Linked DNA regions of Bicyclus anynana: region 2 is linked to region 1. Evidence: chromatin contacts called from public Hi-C data. All regions are on one chromosome and are shown on one strand. The core of a region is the stretch at or near the end of the contact, and the rest is flanking DNA. Distances in the headings are between cores, read along the strand shown. Region 1 holds the start of LOC112046876 (serrate RNA effector molecule homolog). Region 2 overlaps LOC112046873.

Evidence for each region. A called contact is a pair of places that touch in the nucleus more often than the background predicts.
Region 2: a contact with region 1 is called in a Hi-C map of whole larva, with 3 times the contacts expected there. The contact joins the enhancer-like site here to the promoter of LOC112046876 in region 1. A contact is called at or near these places in 2 of 2 Hi-C or Micro-C datasets (whole body and whole larva).

What each region holds. Positions count from the first base shown.
Region 1 is chr1:9,773,842-9,777,730 of ilBicAnyn1.1, reverse strand. It overlaps LOC112046876 (serrate RNA effector molecule homolog), which reads left to right and starts at 2,088. Exons shown (of 16, transcript XM_052884405.1): 1 at 2,088-2,418; 2 at 3,831-3,889. The coding sequence starts at 2,279.
Region 2 is chr1:9,831,545-9,835,433 of ilBicAnyn1.1, reverse strand. It overlaps LOC112046873, which reads left to right. Exons shown (of 2, transcript XM_024083698.2): 2 at 1-3,889. Among protein-coding and RNA genes, the nearest start is that of LOC112046873, 4.7 kb to the left of the region's middle. Within about 2 kb of position 1,698, at least 6 of the 8 cell types and tissues checked have open chromatin away from gene starts, as enhancers often do.

The DNA of each region.
Region 1 (3,889 bases), core at 839-3,338:
ACTATTTGCTCAATAGATGGCGCTTTAAGGCACTTTGACCAGCAGGATTCTGAGGTAATCTTAAGCCAGGTATTAAAAAAAAAAATATATAACCTTGTGCGGCTTGTGACCATGCCATGGGAACTTAGAAGAACGTGAAATCTTTATGAAGCAGCGCCATCTACATCCTAGATTTAAGATTCCAGGATAATAAATTCCATTACTTATGGTGTGTATTTATGTTTTTAGAGATTTAAACCGTGTAAGTATGGAAAAAAAAACAAAAAAAAAGAATTATTTATCCTTTTAATTTTGACGCGCAATAGGAAGAATGTGTTTGTATTTCTAAAGCAAAGGGATTATTAAAGAGAGACAGTAACCGTACATTAATTTTAACAATGTCCCATATAGTCATTTGGCCTAGTGGTGCATATCAAAGGTACGATCTAATAATCCTGAGTTCGAGCCCGGACACTGGAAAACTTTTAGTCTTTTTTTTTTTTGTTTTTCTCAATTGGTTTCTTCAACTATTACAAAATCAAAAATCTATCATTTACAAAAAATATGCAATATTATTTTTATAATATAATGGATACTATACTAAAAATACCGTAGCTAGTCACTAGATGGCGCTATTACAAGCGTTCCGAAAAAAGTAAGAGTAGCCTATCTATTTCCAATAATACATTGTAATCTTTGCTTGTGACATTTTGTTTAATTTTGTAGACGAAACGGTTTTATTTCTTCTGCTTTCTTCATAGTGTTTTTGGTGTGATTTTGGTGACTGTTATAAATCGTTTTGACCTGTGCTTTACTTTGGATTCCGAGAACTCTGTTATATATGTCTTGTCTTGAGATTTAATAGAGTTCTTTTTTATTTTTTCGTGCAGATTTTTTACATTTGATTGGTGTAAGTCAACAAATATATTGTTAAGCGGTACTACTAGAGGTTTTGACGAAGATGACTCTATTCAAAGAGACGGAGTTGTTTATGTTCACAAAAGGAGAAACAATAAATAAGTATATGTATCCCATTTGTGTTTTTATTATTTGTATCCGAATTCCTAAATAAAATAATAGAATTAAAGAACAGTTAATACTAGTAGGTAAACATTATGTTTATGTATCTATGGATATAGGTATATATACGTAATTCGACGCTCATTTTATACTTATGGGTATATATTATAATTGGTGTAGTTCTCTATCTGCTCACATGATGGCGCTAGGCGGAGATGGCATCTGAGGACTCTATACCAAGGAACATATTTACTCAGGAGCTCTATACCCTATATTCAATGTACTCTATGTGCAGTGTTGCCAGAAGGTTACTTTTGTAACCTTTTAGGTGATTTTTTGACTGCATTGGTTACTTTTAGGTTACATTAATAAAAAGGTTACTTTTACGTGATATTTCGGAATTTTTAGAAATAACTTACAATTTCGTGTACCTAAAATAAAACGGTCGTTAAATCAAAAAATGCGGACAAGTGCTCAAGAACTCATTGATGTTTCTGTGTCAATTCAACTAACATTCTATTAACTTTTAATACCTTTCCAGTAAAAAATATGAATAGATTGTTAAACAAGGGGCTGAACAGACCCATTGTATAACAGGTGTTTCCTTTTTGTTCAATCTTCAAAATAAGGTCACAATTCTCACTATAAATGGAGATGTCACAATTGACGTTGTGAAATAAGTAAGTTGCAGTAACATTGAATTTCTTAAAAAAGTCAAGTATGAATTATTATTCACGTCAATTGTTTTTTAAATTCTTGCTCTTTAATTTTATTTTTCTTATTCCATGAGGAAAAGGCAAACAATCAGGGCCTTACATAAGATGATTCTATTTAGGAGTAGAGTAGTAGAGTAACATCTTCTTCGGTATAATGTAATTTAGTACTTGTGTAGCGGCAAACTTGGCTAGTATTCGTAACAGACAGATATTGAAAAAAAATACTTTAGGCCCTAGAGGCTGAAATGGTGGTTTAGCCATGGTGTGGAACGCAAAAAGCAAGAGTAGTTAGCGAAAAGGTTACTTTTTAGACAAAAAGGTTACTTTTTTTAATATTTCGGGTAACTTCTCACAAGACCCATTTGGCAACACTGTCTATGTGTGTGGCGCTGCGTGTCGACTGTCGAATGTCGAGTCGATTGTGATTTGCATTACCTACTGTTTTTTTATAAAGCGCTAATCTAATTGATTTCGTTTCTTTAATTAAGTATATACGTATATAAATATCTTACGACACATCATAATATTATATCAAATTTGGTTTTAAAACTTGAGCTGACACAATGGCAGATAGTGATGACGAGTATGATCGTAAAAGACGCGACAAGTTTCGTGGAGAAAGAGGTGCTGCTGAGGGAAGCAGCTACAGAAGTAGTGATAGAAGAGAAGAAAGAAGCCGCGGCCGGGAGGAATGGTCTGACAGGTATTATTAGAACTCATATCTAAGTTGTGTCAGAAATTGGCGCGCCATGAAATAAACTCCTAGATTTTTCCTAAAATCATACTGCATACATACCTATCTGATGATGTTGGGTTAGCTTAAAACATAAACTAACTGGATGCACATAACTTTCATCATATTATGAGATTTTGTTCATATTAATATAAAGCCATATCATCCCATTTTGTTTAATCAAATACTGGGGATTTAGCAGGTTTATTTTATTTGCTTAGTGACAACTCATAGTAATTGGACATATTGTATGGATTAAAATTTTAATTTATTGAATTATTTTGATTTTGGCTATATATTTTATACTTATTGCAAATGTATGCAACTACTTAACATGATCATTGGTTCTTGTATAAATTTCTTATTCACAGTTTTGACACGCTGAATGCTAATATTATGTAATATATTTTATATTATGTTATACTAAATAATACAACATCCTATTTCAGATCCCACTCCCAAAATGTCCCAGCTTCCAAATACCCTTCCCATGTTCCTAAAGCCACCAAGAGAAGTTCAGTGGCATTAGTTGTAAGGTAACAATATTTTTAATATTGAAAAGATGCAGGTAAAGGAGCAATAAATAACCAATTTATTTTGCAACAGGCTTTCTTGCATTTGGACACAATAAAGTCAACATTTCCAAAATGCTCAGGTTATGGAGTGAAATATCTTAAGGGAAAACTTGTCAGATCTAAGAGATCAATAGTTTGATTTTTCCAAGAAAATAGCAAAATAAGTGTTATTCAATGCCATTATATTATCGTCATCAACCCATATTCGGCTCACTGCTGAGCTCGAGTCTCCTCTCAGAATGAGAGGGGTTAGGCCAATAGTCCACCACGCTGGCCCAATGCGGATTGGCAGACTTCACACACGCAGAGAAGTAATGTAATTCTCTGGTATGCAGGTTTCCTCACGATGTTTTCCTTCACCGATTGAGACACGTGATATTAAATTTCTTAAAATGCACACAACTGAAATGTTGGAGGTGCATGCCCTGAACCGGATTCGAACCCACACCCTCCGGAATCGGAGGCAGAGGTCATATCCACCGGGCTATTATATTGTATAGCACTAATAATAATATGTCTCACTAAATTGTGGCCAGATGATACCTACTTTTTTTAAAATCCTACCATTATTTTAATCTGCAACATTTTGTAAACATGAATTACTCTGCCTTATAAGTATCTGTCTGTCCAAAATAATATAGTAATAAATACTCATTCCTGGAGGGACACTACATCAATGGATTTGTAGAGCCCAAAACTACATACTAAGCAGTTATTTGATCGGATTATGATCCAGAGAACTCTGATAGACAAAGGAATGAAGAAAAAATGAATTAAATGTAAAGCAGACAATGTTGTGTTTTTTAGATCTCGCGGAGGTCGTTCTGGTCCTGACTATAGGGATTATCGTGGTGGGGCGAGTGTTA
Region 2 (3,889 bases), core at 449-2,948, 58 kb before region 1:
GTAACTGGATAATAAATGCATACTGCCTGTAGTTTCTTGTAAGTAGCAGGCTTGATGTATAATTGATTTGATTGTATGATGTAATTTCACTTATATTGATCTATTAACAAATGCTTTTTGATATGATTGAATGGTGTATGAAAATACATTCATTTGCCAGCAGTTACATTACAGATATATAAATGAAAGTTATCTTTTGATTTATTTAAAACAAAGTTGTAAATCAAATAAATTACCTTTAGAATTTTATTGCGTTTATTAAAAAAAAATCATGAAGGATTCGAAGGATGGATACCCAAAACGTAGGATATTGTAATAGACTGATTTTTTATTGCCATAAACAATAACATTAGGTGGGCAGGTTTTTGTGTTTTATATAATAAGTATCTAGTTTGGCTCAAAATTTAATGGGTTTAATATTTTAATTGTAACTAGTTATTATATAAAAATTTGAAATGTTTTGCCATAAAATTGAATTAACAATAATCTTTAAAATAAGTACAAAGAACAGCAACTGTGATATTACAGGTAATATTTCATCTGTTTTAACACTTCAATGCACACTTGACATTTTTGCACTGTACATACTTGTAATGGTCAACAATGTCTTACCTCACTCATTTAGTAATACATATTTTAAACTTTAGCCACTGATTAGGGTTATTAAAATTTACATCATAGTAGTGTGACATCACTGTAATGTATTTATTCTAAGTCCATAGTTAAGATATTTTAAGATTTATTGTGAATTTTTTATTTTAACAGTTTGAAAATTCTCTTTACAATTAATCACATTGATCACACAATATTAATTTATGTATGTATTCTTTTAATCTGAGATATATTGTTATATCTTATTTAATTTATTCATTTTATTTAATTTTGAATGTTGGTTATAACATTTAAAATTATATAAAATTAATTATAGTTAAATTTGATTTTAATATGTAGTGTCCAAATTCGTGTCAATAGTAAATTCTTTGTCTAATTCTCAATATTGAAATATGTTTTAATAATATTTGAGGAGAAACTGTTAATTTATCTTTTTATCTGTGTAGTATATATTTTTTAAATAATTTCTCAAATATTAGAAAAGATGATCTTACAATATGAATGAACATATTATAACTGTAATTATACTTTTAATGAGAATTTTCGTTGCATCAAGACATTGAAATATAATACTCTCACTATTTTCTAGTCTCCAATATTAAGATCCTTTTTCATTCTACTCTGGCGAAGGTAATGGTTATTAAAATGATTTACATTGATCATCGAAATTCATCTTAAAATTTGCGTAAATCTTCGATAAAGAAATAGCCATGGTTGGCTACCTACATACTATTTCAAACGATCTATTTAACCGTCTCCCGCGAATAATTGACGATTTGTTAATTATTCAAATGATCTGTCAATTTAATTTATTCGCACACGTATAAACTGAACACTTACATTTATCCATGTACACCTAAAGCTATAGGAACAGTAGTATATAAAATTGGCAAAAAAGAAACTGGTACCCAAGAAGTATCATCTACTTTAATTTTAAAACCTGTTTTGTAACGGCAATACTTGCGAGTCAATATCCTGATCAATTAGGGAATGTAGGTTGAATAACTTTGGTAGATATTTGAAGGGTTAAGAACAGTGATACGTGCGGTTTACTTAAAAACTTGTATCCATTAATTTCTTACACATGTAATCTTGTTGTTTGAAACCTGTTCTTAAAACGGCAATACTTGACCAAGCAGCGGGAATACTGTACAAGAAGTGTGGAAAAAGTGACTTTCGCATTACCATTTCAGTGTCAGCAGTTATAGTTAGTAAACTTATTGGTATTTAGCTCTCATTCGCACGAGAGTTTTTTTAACGGACGTTAAAAGTGCGTTCAAATATAGTATAAATTTAAATGAAGGTCTATTTCCGACGCCCAAAATTGATAATGCAACACTGCTCGAAAAAAAGGACCGTGCTTTAAAAACGCTGTCGTGTGAACATATACTTACTTGGGAACGCATTTGTTGTATTTGAACGCTTTTTTAATGTTCGTTAAAAAATCTCTCGTGCGAATGCTTACGTTTTAAGTAATTCTCATATTTTGTGAAACAAAAAACGAATTCAGTATAATGAATACTGGTTTGTTTGTTTAGTTTTGAAACTCACAATCCGCATTCCGCATACATTAATACATCACTTTCGTTATTATATAAATTTTTCAAGACTTGAAATGACTTTGAAAATAACTCTCACAGTAAAAAAAAATACTTAATCACTTCAACACACTCGTAATCTTTATCATAGTTAATTTCATCAGTACCTTTAAATAAGGCCTTGTTTGGGACCAATACTCTTGTGTTTGTTGTATATTTTAAAAATGTAAATAATATTTAGCAATTCTTCTACTCTTTAATCTGAAAAGACAAGTCATTTTAGTTAACTTTTTTGTAATTTTTAATTTAAATAAGTTTTAGTTTTTATTCGATTTTGCATCGTTTTACTCAAATTCAGTTTAACAATGAAATGATTTCAAGAAAGTGTTATTTTTAAGAATTTTAAGGTTTATGAGGCAATTTTTATATCTTGGATTATAAAATACCCAAAGTACCTATGTAATGGGACTATACAATACAAAACACGTTATCTTGTTCCGGCTGCATATCAATTAAGTTTTGCATAAAACTTATAATTAGACATCGCGGTTAATTCTATTTTTATACATTATTGCATATTTTAGTACTTTTTCATTGATAGTGCTTAAATCAGTAGTATGTCGTCGAAGTGATTTCTTCTACAAATGCTAGTACAAGCTGTATTGTTTTATGCTGATAATTTTAAAGTCATAAAACAAGTAAGAACCTATACTACAGCCATACTGGATGTGTACTGTTTACCAACAAACAAATTAAAAATGAGAGCATAAATCGCTAGTCATTTCACACCTAATATATATTATATTACCTTGTTTTTAAATTAATTAAAATAAATTCGTTTAATATGCTTAGTACAAATAGATATAGTTAACGTATTTTGAAGAACGTTTTACAAACAAACAATTTAATATATTATTTATACAGTAATTGGTCGCTAACTATGGCTCTCATAAGAAGGCTCAGAGTCACACAGCGGGCGATGGAACGAGCTATGTTAGGAGTATCTCTGCGTGATCGAATCAAATGAGGAGATCCGCAGAAGAACCAGTCACCGACATAGCTCAACGAGTTGCGAAGCTGAAGTGGCAATGGGCGGGGCACATAGTTCGAAGAGCCGATGGACGTTGGGGTCCCAAAGTGCTGGAATGGCGACCCCGCACTAGTAAGCAAAGTGTTGGCCGACCCTTCACCAGGTGGACTGACGACATCAAGCGAGTCGCAGGGATTCGCTGGATGCAGGTGGCTCAGTATAGTGATGTTTGGAAGTCCCTACAAAAGGCCTATGTCCTGCAGTGGATGCAGTCTATCGGCTGATATGATGATCATGATGATTATACAAAAAATAAGATATTAAATGACATGCATTTTCTACCTTCATTTCTAATTTGTTGGTTGGTAAACAGTATATATCCAGTAGTATAGTCGAAGATTTTATAGTTCAGGTTCCATCACAATCCATTCAGCCAGCTGGCATTTAAAGATTCAATTTAAAAAAATATTGCTCTTGCTCTCATTGCAAAACATTTCAGCAATCTTTAAATAAAAGTTAATTCTAATTATAAATAGTTTTTGGTGGTGCATATTTCGCCCTTTATTATTTCATATTTGCATGCATATTTTGGCATTTTGATAATGCATATGATCCGGTGTCTACTTAAAATATTACACATAATAAAAGCGAAGCAAATTATTGCAGTAGGTAGTTTTGAATTCATAAACCTAAATCTACTTAGGTGTGT